Regions from separate parts of the Oryzias latipes genome. Here region 2 is linked to region 1. A link is a contact called in public Hi-C data. All regions are on one chromosome and are shown on one strand. The core of a region is the stretch at or near the end of the contact, and the rest is flanking DNA. Distances in the headings are between cores, read along the strand shown. Region 1 overlaps sulf1 (extracellular sulfatase Sulf-1). Region 2 holds the start of cpa6 (carboxypeptidase A6).

Region 1 (7,061 bases), core at 2,037-4,536:
TGCACTCACCTGATAGGGGTCGCTGTTGAGGTCAAAGTACTCCAAGAATCCTGTGGAAAACTCGCAGAAGAGCGTGTTGTGGGTCTCGTTGATTGTTCTCAGGCACCAGTAGGTGTTGTTGTTGGAACTGGTGCATGCACAGAATCCACCCACTAGAGAAAAATAAACAGTCATTGCTGTTGGTTTGGATCTTTTCATGCAGACATGAAAGTGAGCAAATCAGCTGAAACGGTGTAAACATTATGAAAGCAGTCTTTATAGAGACCAAAACTGACATAATAGTGAATGATTAAGTGCCATCTTAGATGACCCCACCCTTACATTAACGTGTTCTCTCTACCATGACAAAGGTGGATAAAGGAGGAAAGATTGAATGTAATCCATGGACACCAGTGAGGTTAACAAATTATTGAAGAAAAAAGGTTCAGCGCACCGTCTAGTGGGTCTAGATGACCCAACTCCCAATGTTAAAGTGCCTAGGATAGCACAAGGGTTACATGAAAAGTACACACATGTCCAGAAGGGGGGGGTCTGCCAGTGGTCGTTGTTATGTGTGAAGCAGGTGAGGCCAGGCAGGCTGCAGTCGTCTCCTTTCCTCTGTCGTTTCTTCTCCTTCCTCTCCTTCTTCCTCCTCCGGATTTCGTTGTATAACTGGGCTTTCCCGTCGCTTTCCTGAACGGTCTCCCTGCCAACATGAAGTAGGAAGCAAATATGACCTCATCCCCAAGCCTCTTTGGTGCCAGCAACCACAAAGATGGATGACGACGGGGGGAACTTCCAGAAAGCCTCATCCACGTCAGATTATGACAGAATGTTTACTTTTATGTTTAAGCAATTACTACACCCAGCTTCTTCTGGATGACTACCACCTCTGGGAGCAGCCACTCCGACTTAATTAACTACAAACCGTCGCTTCCACATAAAAATAAAACAGATCCACAACCAAATTTCTCCTTTGACATTTAACTTTCACTCAGGGAACAAAAACATTCAATCAAGTGTTCTGGATCACATGCAGCCTGAGGCTAAGCCAACACTTTACTGCCTGTTCACCATCCCGTCTGAAGTCACACTTGTACGGTCATGGCTGAACAGTTCCCAGTAATCAGCTGCAGATGAAATCGTTAGAGCAGTGTTTTTCAACCAGTGTGCTCACTAGTGTGCCGTGGAAAATGGTCAGGTGTGCCGTGGGAAATTGCCCTCATTAACTGATCTAAAAACATTTTCCATCTCCAGGTTATCAGCTCTGTGTTCATCCAAACAGGCCCTGATAAAAACACTGAGTAGTAAGGAATATGAAAGATCGTAAAATACTTTTTTCTTTGTGTTTATTTGATTCTATTAAAGACATTTTGATAAGAATGACGGTACCGCGATTTAGCCGTAGCGTCAGCTGTTTACAGAAAAGTCCCGCGCCTTTAACTGTCTCCACCAATCATTCTTGGAGGCTTAATTACACGTCATAAGTCTGACCAATCAGAAGTGGTTCAAGTCTTCACTTCCCTGTTCCGTTTCTGCTCATAAAGTCGCTTAGTTCCAACAAAAAGACCAGCTAAAGCTCGTCTTTAGCGGTGCAGCTTTCCACAGAATCCGGTATCAGACCGTGGAACATGTGAACAAAACAATGAAGCTCAGAAACGCTAGTCTGTCTGCGTTCTGCGGCTGGTTGCTCTACATCTCCCATGATGCATTGGGTTAAAGTGACTCAGTGCACAACGAGTCTTCCTTGTTAAACGTCTTGAAACCACAACAAACACACATCAAACAGTTTTTAAATCTTCTAACTTAACTTTTATTACATCTTTTAATAAAAACAGCTGCAACTTCCAGCTTTTTCTGCCACAATTATCACAAAAATGCATGTGAGATTGCAGAGGAGCTGTAGTTCAATACAGAAAATGAGTTTCTCCTTTTTTTTTTCTTTTACATTTTTGGATGCCGGTGTGCCGCAGGATTTTTGTCAAGGTTAAAGTGTGCCGAGAAAAAAGGTTGAAAAACACTGCGTTAGAGAGCCAGAATTTAGGAGAAACTCACTTGAATGGGTGGAGCTGATCAGGCCGGCTCTTCAGTCTGTCATTGCTCTTTCTGAGTCCTTTACTGTAGTAACTGATTTCATGAGAAAAAAAGAGAAGTTAAGAAAACCAACCAGGTCTTTAATGTCCAACACAATTAAAAACTTAATTTTGAAGTATTTACCATTGGAATATCTTTTAACTTTAGAGACTGAAAGATTTTTTTAAACAAAAATGAGATGTAAGTGGAAGCTTACCCTTTTCCACAGTCACACTTGTCTGGACGTATCCTCTTCAAGTGGCCTTTGACCTCTCGAAGGTTCTTGATTTTGTCCTGAAGTGCCTCAATCTGAAAAAACACTTATTTTACTTAACGTCCCAGTCCAAATGATCTTTTAATCTATTTTAAAAGCATTCCCAGTGGTCTTTCTGGCAGTGGTACATTAGAAATTCTGCTCTGAGTTGTGGGCATGACAGTTGGAGCAGTGTAAGCCTGCCAACAGTTTAGATCATTCCTTTGTTTACACACTCTTCTGCTAGCTTACAGCCCTTCAAGATCCCAACCTAACATTAGGAGTGCAAAAAAAAAGGCGAGTAAAACATTCTGATTCACCATGATTTGAATAAAGAATAACTCAGAAACACAGTTTTAATTTTCTTTAAATATGTCCGCCTCCATGAGGAAAATTTTCATTGGAGTGAGCCTTTAAAAACAACTAGAATCTGAACACACTCTGATGCTTACCTCCTGATCCACATAGCTCTTATGATCTTTCCAGGCTTTGGAAGATTGGTAGATTTCTCTCTCACAGTGAACACTGTCATTCATCAAGATGTAGCATCTGAAAAATACCCCACAAAACTTGACAAACTGAACTAAAAACCCTAAAAAATATAACCATGAAGTAATTTCTTACTTGTGGGTGACTTTGACAGAGTTGGGGTATCCCACTGCATTTGTGTCATCCGCCAGCATTTCCTCTGAGCCGTCGTCGGACCCCACATCGTAGTCTGGGTCTTCAGGGTTGTAGTGGCGTTTGGAGATAATCCGGCGGCGGACAGATGTCAGGTCATCCGCTTGCAGGTCGATGTCATAAATCTGACCCTCGAACTCCACAGAGAGGGACCTGGCATGCCGTGTGTGAACAAACCGGGGACGGTAACCTGTAACAAAACAAAAAACTGAAGTCAAGCTTCACCAAATGCATCAGCTTCACACATCATCTTTTTCTATGTTTACTTGATTTTGCTTGAGGCCACGGCGATACAGCTGCAGTTTGTCTACGCTACACTAGAGGGCATCGAAAACATTCAGAAAACAACCCCGTCCACCACATGTAGAGGGATGTTTGCTTTTCTTTTCTTTAATTTTGTTATTTACAAGAATCTGCTTTAGCCTGTTTTCAAACAGAGTTGGAACAGACTTCTGTTTTTCAGTGTGGTGTTGACACATGAGACAAAGATGTCTACTTTCTAAATAAATTAAAGCCAGACGAAGAATCTGGCATGAAATGAAATGATGAACTAAAGCCCTCTTAAACACCAACACTCCAAAGCAGTGTTGTATAAATGATGTGTCATCTTTAAAGAAGAAATGGGGTGGGGACACTCACGCTGGCCTGCCGAGGAAGATAATTGTCTGTGGGAGCGACGATCCATCCTGGATGGTTTGTACAAAGTGTCCTCGCAGTCACAGACCTTCTCTCTGTTGTCATGACTGCTGCCAGGCTTCAGGCTGCGGGTTCTCTTACCGGTGCCTTCTTTGGAACCATCTTTACACTTTTGTATCCTTAATTTTCCTGCAATTTCTTCAACACAGTGCCATTTCTGCAACACAATAAACATGGAGAATAACTATAAATACTTATCCAACAGATGCAACTGTAAACTAAAGCTGCAAAGCTCTCACTGTGGACATTCTGCACCAGGTCACCAACTTGCATTCGTGAAATACATTTCCTCTTCCATTTCAGCATAAAGTGAACAGATATGCTGTTGGAGCGGGGTGTAGACGAACAGAACTAAGCCTGGGAACTAGGGTCCAGACAAAGACTTGTAGGTCAGATCGTGTTTCTTCTGGAGGAGCTTTCAGGCCCCGCAGAGCAGTCATGTGAGCACTGAACAAGATGCAAGGAAAAGACGCGTATTGTGACTAAAGAATGAAATCAATCGCAGTCTTTCTTGATCATTTTCCTTTGTCCACCCTACTCTGAGAGCTTTAACCCGTTAAGATCAGCTGAACCGGTTACACAGCAGAACTGCTGCCGCAGAACAAGGGACGAAAGGTTTGCCCAGATTCATAATAAAATCTACAATGCTTGTTTATTTGAGTGTGTTTTGCAACCATCAATGAAAGTTTAAAAATTGACTTTATAGGACGGTTCCTGGTTTTATTCTGTATGAGGCAGAACAAATAATCAAGCAAGAAAGTCACATTGTACAGTCCATCATCAGCGTATTTTCAAACTGGAAGTTAGATCGTGCAGGAAACACTGGACTCACACTTCCAAGTGCACCACACACTTCTTAGTTGAACCAAAGCTGCTCCCTTTCTGTCTATAACTAGTGATTGCTACATACACACAATCATGCGGTCATAAAACGGATCTGGACGGCATTAGTCAGACCCTTAGAAACTCTGTCTGTCATTTAACACTACCTGAAATTTGTAGCAATTTGTATTTCTCCGGCCTGTCTGCTCCAAGGCCGTATACTGTACCATCTGGCTGTTAGTCTGCCAGAAAATTAATGGGCACAGATGAAAAGGAAAGTACCCGAAATTTAATGGAGCAAAAAACTGTGCAAAAGAGACCCATTATAAACCAAACGATGCACTTGTACATGGCTGCTTCACTTGTGGCTCTGCAGAACTCTCCAACAGGCAGCATGAAGGTCACTTCAACAGGGACAAATTATTGTTCACCAATTTTTGTGGTACAACTAATTCTGAGGGTGGTGGACTCTTGTTTGAGTTGTTTCACTCCTCTTGCTTTACCTGTCCTGGTTGTTCACATGGTGTCTGCAGTTCAGCCAGCTGGCAGGTTTCTATGACCTTCTGGTACTTCGGGAGGCTGTTGGTGTGCTGAGTACTCAAGGAGTCATCCTTCTTTCTCAGAATCTTTCTGCAAAACACAACATGTACATGTATCATGAAACTGATGGATTGTGGGATTTTAACCCAAATAGTAAATATGTATGTTCATGATGTTATCCTGTGGAATTTCTCTCCCCAACCCAACACTGAATCTTTTGGACTTCAATGTAAAAGCTCTATGGAAGTCTTTATGGGAACAAGTCTGGGTCTTTTTTCTTTGGTTGTGTTTAGATGGCAGACAGGAGCACTGAAGTGATTTTATAAGGCAGAACAATGAAAACCATCTTTTACATCCACCATTGCAAATGAACCCATTATAAAAATCTAATCAATTTTATCCACAGAACAAAAGACATTAAAGAACTGTCGAAAAATAAAAAATCACAATCGAATATTTAATAATTTCAGAGTTAAAGGCAGTGAACGTGAACATTTTTTGAAAACCCGCTAAAAACACTCACAGAAATTCAACAATGATTAAAGTCCAACTCCGATCATCTTTGAATTATCCAATTTTTTACTCAAAATAAAAAAAAAAATACAGATTTTCTAGGACAAAGTTTCTACAAAGCAGCAATGGTTCAATAAAAATCTGGCTTCAGGTTTTTGGCGAGTCTGCTGATGTGGAGCAACCCCGCTCCCCTACCCGTCACCCATTGCTGAGCTCTCCTTCTAGCTGACAGCCCCTCATATCACCAAGCTAACATTACCAGTGGAATAAAAAGGGCAAACAGTATTAGAGCTGTACAGTTTTGCGCCAGATGCCAGCTCAGACGAGGAAAACAAAGACATAAATGAATTTAGTCGTCTACAAGTGGATGCATCAGAATAGAACGGAGAAGGGAGCTAACGGCACACCCAATATATTTTCTACGTAACAAATACAATAATTTTAAGAACTGCATTTTTTTTGTCTGCTCCTGATTCACAACAATTTAAATAAATGCAATTTTGGACTTAATCGTCTTAATACACGTCTTCCATTGTCAGAAAAATGCCGCAAGAACATGTTAAAAACACCAAAACACAATTTTTATCGGAGTGGGCCTTTAAAAAGCTGAGTAGTATGTCCTGAGTATTACGTCTTTCCCTTTGCTTCTCTAAAAATACTGAAGATCAGAAAGATGTGGGAATGAGGTACAAATCCAGCAGTTCCTGCAGGTGGGGAGATGCAGTTCCATTTAACAGAGAGCAAAAAAGTCTTACATCATGACTGTTGTTTATGCAGCAGGTTCTGGTGTTTTGCTCTCATGTTCATTTGACCAGTCACTATGAAGATAAAACGACTTGAACTAACAGTTGTCTGTGCACAATATAATCCAAAGACAGAATGATGACAACCACAGGGCACAGAACAAGTCATTTCCCTTTTCTTGATTTCTGCATTACCCTGCAGAGGAAACAGCCAACACCGGCTTTGATGTGGTATCCTTGATTTCAGTCAGAGGGGAGTGAAAAGTTGTTGTCACTCCTTGGATGATGAAAAAAAGCAAACAACACTGCTGTCACTCAGTAATTTCACGTCTCTGAGGTAGTTCTGAAAGGTCAAATTGGGGGTATTAAACCCTGGAGCATATCACATAACCGGTGAGGGAACTGCACGGAAAGCATCAGCCGTTCTTTTGATTCACAGAAAGGAGCACATAGTCCAGCTCCAAACCGGCAGGAATCGGATCTGCGTGTGAGGCAGCAGAGTTCACGAGAGCTTTTCACATTCTTGAAGACGCGTCTGCTGATGCACTCGCTGACAAATCAGCAAATCACTGTGGAGGAGATAAAGCTCAACTATGAACTGAAGGAAAAATGTTGGGAGCTCTAGGAGGCATGGTTAGAAAGATTATTAACATCATGCCTCTTCGACCACATCTTTATTTGTCCCAAAATGCTTCATGCTTGATGCAGACTTAGCATACGAGCCAAAAAGCCTTCAGGATTTGAGACAAAGCACCTGTGTG
Region 2 (6,804 bases), core at 4,223-6,722, 250 kb after region 1:
GACGCTTTATCTAAAAAAAAAAAAAGTATTTATATTATTGGAAAAAATCAGAGAACTCAATTCTATTCAAACAAAGAAACACTTTGGTCATGTCAGCACAGAGGCAATGGTCCTGAATCTGCAGGAAAAAAGAAATGAAATATTTGCCAATATGGAACAAACCTGAAACAAAAAATATTTTTTTAAATTGTTGTTTAGGAAGAAAATCAAAAAGAAGAAACACACTCCTGGACAATTTTTCATAAAATGCAGCTTGTATTTTTCAGTGACTTTCAGATTAATCCCATTCTAACTCCGAGTCTCAGCTCTTGACCAGGCCTCTCCATTGACTGCCCCTTTGTTTTAGTTTCCTCACTAAGAGCGTGCAGACACAGAATCCAAAACACTTACTTTCAGAGGAAGTGAGACACAGGTGGTCAGGCAAACAGAGAAAATGAGTTTCCAGTTGTGTTGAGATCTGTGCAAGACTGGAAGGAAACAGAAAAAACTCCATGTTGTTCTTTTTATTGTGTTACTTAGAACAGTTGATTTGAGAGATTTTCTGCTCTATTTTCATTGCATAATTGATTTTAACTGCTAAATAGTTAAATAGCTGTAATTTTATGTTGTGAGTCAATGGGCTCTGCCTTTGGGATAACAGTTTTTCTAGACAATTTGAACTAATAATTGTGATGTTCTTTCTAATTATTTAGAAAAAGAAATATCCCATCGAATGGAAGTGTGCTAGCTGTACCTGCACAAACTGCTGTGAGGCAAATTGTTCAAGCAAACCTCTACAAACTATGACATCTAATTAATCAGGCTTTAATCAGGACATAATTTCCTCTTACTGAGCTGAACACTTATTGGAGCTCCTCTGACTCTCAGCTCTCACTCCAGGGCTGAACGAGTTTCTTGCAGGTGAAGCGTCTCTGTTTTGCATTAGAAAACAGCCAGGGTAATTTGGTGCAAATGTAAACATGCTTGCCCCTTAAACAATCTTTTAAAAATGTTTTACTGGAGTGGAGATAATAAGGCAGAGTATAACATGTAGAACAGACTGTGAGGTTGTCACTGAGGGAGTTCTGCTGTGAGTTTGGGTCCAACATTGTCTGCAGAGACTAGAAAAACAAGGAGGGTGGCCCACTTTACCAGCACCAGAGGGAGAGTTTATTTAGCTACTGTAGGTCTCAGTTGTGGTTCGTTTTGTTTAGTGAGTTGTGGATTGGCCCTTGAATCGGAATAAATCTTGACCTGCACCATCCTCTGGTGGTCATGTGAGGTACTACATATTTTAACACCCAGCAAGTAGAGGTATTAGGTTGTACTGTGCCTTAGCGGCCACTAGAGGGCAGTGTTGATTTTTGCATTCATGCAGACATGGGGGGGGGGGGACTCAAACCTGGGGGAAATTAATTTAGTGGATTATTGGTGACATTTGCAGAAATAAAAAGCTTAATTGAAGTTTTAGGGTCACAGGTCAGGTGAATTTATGGAGTATTACTTTTTATTATGACTTGATCTGCAAAAATAACACCACTCATATGTAATTTAGTTTAATCTTTATGAATTGGGAAATGCTGCCAAGACTTCTCCTATTCTTATACCTGGGTGAAATTGAGTCATCATGCATGAAACACTTTAGTGCTTGCATGGAAACATGAAACACAAGGGGTGATAACAGTGTTAATTTACGCTGATGCAAACATTACTTTTGTGCAGATGCTTTACAGTTACGTGATCAGTTCATAGCAGCAAAAACCAAACATAGCTCACAGGTGGACCCTTATTGGGTAGCGTTCACATATTTTTGTGATTTTAGCACACAAAGCAGCAGAAAACAAGTACAACAGCCTATCCATAAATCCATCCTCATTTCCAGCTGAATCCCTTTCGGGGTCACGGGGCGGCTGGAACCAGCTACCATTGGTTGAAGGCGGGGGACGCTCTAAACAGGTCGCCAGTCTGTTGCAGGGCAACACACACTCACATGCACACAGGAAAAAGTTAGAGAAACCACTACAAGACATGTTTTTGGACTGTGAGGGAAAGTCGTGTGAGACAACCAATACATGCATGAGGAGAAAATGAAAACTCCTACAACAGCTTATGTAAATGTATCAGAAAAGGGGTTCTTTAATGGGTAAAAATACAACATTTCTCCAAAGTATCAAATCTTCTGTTACATTAACAGCATTCTTCTCAGCTTGTAGCTCCAGCAGTTCACAATCAGTGCATTGTGCTAAATGTGCTTCAGTTTTTCTAGCAGTGGTGCGTAACAAAAGAAAAAGATAAGCAGTGCAACAAATTCCTGGTAAGTTTCTGACACAGACTGGCTCAATTGACTGCACGGGTTTTGTTTAAGGCATTTGACTTTTTTTCTTTTTTTTAGTGATCTTAGATGGTACTGAAAACCCCAAAATACATTTTTCATTTCGAATTTTTCTACAGACTCAGTGACAAATGACAACACATGATTCTCTCACTGCTCACTGCAAACATCTTCTCCATAACAAGGAAATATAAATATTAAAATGCAATAAAGTTTGTTTTTGAAAAGTATAATAAAATGTAAAGACAAACATGAAACTCAGATGACTTTAAATGGTAAATACAAAAGTCATATTCATCTCTGTAATTCTGTTTAAGTCAAGAAGGGCCCAAGTCCAGAGACTTTAGTTTGCTAGTCCTCTGAAATTATATCTTATTTATTAAGATAGAAGGTTGTCATAAAACTCTTAGTCATGGGGCAACATTGGTGCAGAGGTAGAGTGGTCAACCTGGTCTGGTTACCCTTGCCTATGTCAGATCTCAAAGTATGCATGGGAAAGACCCTACATGGTGGTCCATCAGTGTGTGAATGCATGTATGAGTGTCTGGAACTATAACCATAGCGCCTGGAGATGTGACACAGCTAGAAAAGTGCACAATAAGTAGAGGCCAGTCACCAGTTAACTGAAACATTAGCATAGGAAGTTGATAAACTGAAGCCAATAAAAAGAATGCAACCACAACACCTCTCACTATGTGGGTTTCTGAAACTCAATTTGCCCAACAATAATAAAAAAGAAACCTTGTTAAATCCTAGTGATTTGATTTTTTTTCCAACACTACATTTAAAGTAAATTTACTTTTTCACTACTTTTTCAGTGAACCAGAAATGACAAAATGTGACTTTTTCATGTTACTTTTATCCTTCTTACATTTTTTTTAAAATTTAGAAACATATTTTACCTACATTTTGACTGTTCCTGAGGACCTTTTAAAAAATACATAAATAAACCCTTCAGTTCTCTATTTGGGACCCCTGTCTTCTACCTTAAACTTGTCCAGTTTGCCTGGTTTTATATCACCACACTAAATTCTTACCAATCAAGGAGCATTTTTTGCTAATCTTAATAAATGTGAGAGCTAAGATGAAAAAACCTCTTTGGGCCTGCTGTTCTAAGATTGCTGGGGTTCATCTTAAAAAGATGCTCAGTCCTTCGTTTTGCTGTAGACCGCATCCCAGAGCCTGAAACATGTACCACACAGCCAGGAAAGCAGTCCAGAGTAAAGAAAACAACATCAAACTGACTCCAGGCGGTGCCATGCATCACGGTACCCAACATGTGCCTAATGTAAAAAACACTACTCTGCCAGTTCTCCCTGTAGGTCTCTGAACATGATATCCATAGAAGAAAAAAAACATCATTTTATGAATGTGTGCCTGTGTGTGCAGCTGTCAGTGCAGCTCAGACACACTTTTTTCTTAATAGTTTCATGTTTTTCTTGCTTTTTAAAACACTTACTGCAGGACCTCCAGTATTGGAAAACATGACACGCTGAATTTTGAGTTTGTTGAAACTTTCTGAGGATGTTTGAATCACATTCAACACAAATTGCTTTACATGCAATAGAAACGTGGATAGTAACATTAAAGTTGGGGCAGAAATGAAACCTATTTCCTACATTTAATTTTAGAGTTTTACTTTTTAAACAAAGCAAATTTGGTTTCAGAAAATTATTTAAAAAGACTAAACTTTGTGTTTAGGTTAAAACCGGAAAGGGCAGGAGGTATTAAAGAAAAACAGAAGACCTGTTATTTTCTGATCTGGTCAGGGTTAACACAAAAACCTTTTCATCAATATACTATTTCTGCTTAAAACTCTAAAACAGATTCATGATAAAGCAACCATCATGACTAATACCTTAAATGTGCTGAATAGTTTCTTGGATTTTGCTTTTTAAATCACTTACCGTCAAGACCTCCATATTGGACACGCTAAATTTAAAGTCTGATGAGACTTTCTGAGGATGTTTGGATTGCATTCATACTAAAAAAAACACCTCTTTGTATGCAATGGAAACATGGGAACTCAAATCAGACTTAGGGGAAAACCGAAACCGGTCTCCTAAATATAATTTCATATTCTCTTTTCAAAATTAAAGCAGATTTGGTTTTAGGAAATCATTTAAAAAAAAGACTGAAGTGTGTGTGTTACTGTTAGAACTATACATAAAATAAAAGGTAGCTGGGTAAAAAGCAGATGATCTGTTATCTGCTTTTTTATCAGCTGAATGTCAGGGTTGACACAACACATTTTCACTGGGTGTGTGAATACATTTACTTAAAGCTCTTAAACAAATATATGATTTGATCATATCTCAATGTGCTCTTATACGTCATTATTGCCATTTTATTCTAAACCCGTGAGATAAAACAGCAGCCTTTCTGAAGTGTAATTGGAGACAACTTGTTTCATCCCTCCTTTCTTTCAGCAAGCGCACAGCGCTGCGTCTGTTTGGAAGCGGGGCCGAAAGGGTGTGTTTGGAGAACTTTTGTACAGTAATTGGTGCAAAACAGGTGGCCCACTGTTGACACCAGAGAGAAGCATGAGAAAAATGTGCTGCCGTGCACTCACAAAAGGAAGAGGCAGGCGGTTGACTTAAACATTTAATCACCGTGTTGGGTGATAAGTGGAGGATCAAACGGAGGCACGAAGGCTGGAATAAAAGGAAAAGTCCTCTCCAGCTCCACAGAGGAATTCCAGCAGGGTGCGAGCCAACTGAGGTCGTAGTTGACAGACTCAGGAGCTCAGCTAACAAAATTAGGCGACTTTGACCTCTAGGTTAGATTTCTTCTACTCGTCACTTATTTGTGTTTAGGTTTTTATGCAAAAAAACAAGTTTAAAGAGACTAATAGCCACAGTAAATGATTTATACGAGGATGTTGTTCCTTTCCCCGAGTGATAAAACTTCCAGATACATTTGTTTTGAGTGATATCAATAAAGCAGGTTGTATTTAACGAATACAACTTAAAAAATACTAATAATATCTCCTTTTTTACGCATTGGCAGCAATGCAAAGGCGCGTATTTACTTTTGCTCGTGCAAATGTGTGCACAAATCTTTCTCTTGGCGCTCAAGGAGGGATGGAGTTTTGACTTCGCCAACTGCCTGGGGACCACGTGACTATGGCCCTCCTAGTTTACAAAACCTAACCTGAAAACTCCCTCCACTGTTGCAGCGGAGCGGAGGTGGTGCGCGATTCCCCGCGGAGGAGCGAGCTGTTTGTGCGCCACATGTGGAGAAGTTACCAAGAGCGCATGATCCTTTTACGCACCGGAAGCGCACGGCTGAGCGGCATCATGGAAGTTGTCTCCTGCTCTCTGATGTTCTCGTCAAGGTTGATTGTGGTTCATCAGAGCGCATTCCGCGTCCCAGCTTTACTGACGTCTGTGATGATCTGCAGCTCCCTGCTATGTCCTGCAGGCGCATTTCTCTACAACAACCGCTATGTAGGGTGAGAACACACATTTCTCTCATGTATTTAATTTATGGGGGCCGCCCTGACTGCTGCTCAAGTTCAGAGACAGAGACCGGAAAAACACTCCAGAGTTATTTGCAGTCTCTTATCTTGGATGAACAAAAAAAGCCTTTGTGATCCATCTGTCGTTTTTCTGCGTAAACCATTAAGTTCACTCTCCAAGCTTTTCTATCCTTGTTTGTTTAAATGACGCATGATACAGAAAAGCTGTTGATTTTTTTACTCAAATACAACTCCAAGTTCTCTGCGTGGTTATGATTACCAAAATGACAGTTTTAAAAAGGTCAGATATCCTGCTCAAGCAGCCTGTGTGGATAAAGAATACACACGTATACCGTAACAGACGAGAAAAACGTATTTTTTGCTTGTGTCACATTTCTGGAGTCAAGAGACTTTGAGCTAGTTAGGCCATTAATCTGAGTAAACATATAGACAAGAAGACTTTAGGTATGTACAGATATTTATAGCCTGTGTCTAAAGAGCCTTTGATGTAGGGGCAGGGGAAGACTGTCACTGCTGAAAACTGCCTGTCTCATACAACTGAGATTTGAATATAAATGGATTCACATCATTAGTTTAAGATTTAAGACTACATATTTTGTGCAAATATATGTTTGAGCACATGTCTGATGCCCAGATATTCCTATGACCCAAAGGTCTGCAAAGCTAACATGTTAACTGAACACTTTGTACCTCTATACCTCTCTGACAATGTTAACAACATTCTAGCTTTAGTGATGACATGTCAAAAATATGTCTTGGGTTTGAGAGCTAAAAGCAAATTGTTTTCACCCAGGAGAGTCATCCATTGTAAAAATGAGAAAAGAAGCAACTGAAAAATGGATTTTTGTTGCAAAAAGAATTTAAATTACAAAAAAAAAGGTTCACACAAAAAGGACTATTTATTTTAAAGTTGAATATTTCTTTATGTTCATATATTCTCCTAATTCTTATCCACTATTTCTAGTAGAAGGTGTTTTACTCCACCTCTAATTTCTCATTCATCTCCTTTTAA

The links. Hi-C and Micro-C count contacts between places; a contact is called where the count stands out from the background.
Region 2: a contact with region 1 is called in a Hi-C map of embryo, with 1.9 times the contacts expected there. The contact joins the promoter of cpa6 here to the enhancer-like site in region 1. A contact is called at or near these places in 3 of 5 Hi-C or Micro-C datasets (embryo and fibroblasts).

What each region holds. Positions count from the first base shown.
Region 1 is chr20:16,690,540-16,697,600 of ASM223467v1, forward strand. sulf1 (extracellular sulfatase Sulf-1) reads right to left here. Exons shown (of 19, transcript XM_020712655.2): 10 at 5,008-5,134; 11 at 3,626-3,839; 12 at 2,930-3,176; 13 at 2,758-2,854; 14 at 2,270-2,361; 15 at 2,035-2,106; 16 at 513-685; 17 at 10-152. Among protein-coding and RNA genes, the nearest start is that of sulf1, 45 kb to the right of the region's middle. Within about 2 kb of position 3,287, at least 1 of the 8 cell types and tissues checked has an H3K27ac peak or open chromatin away from gene starts, as enhancers often do. A contact at or near this core is called in embryo, where this site is marked.
Region 2 is chr20:16,940,623-16,947,426 of ASM223467v1, forward strand. cpa6 (carboxypeptidase A6) reads left to right here and starts at 5,473. Exons shown (of 11, transcript XM_004081260.4): 1 at 5,473-5,765. The coding sequence starts at 5,545.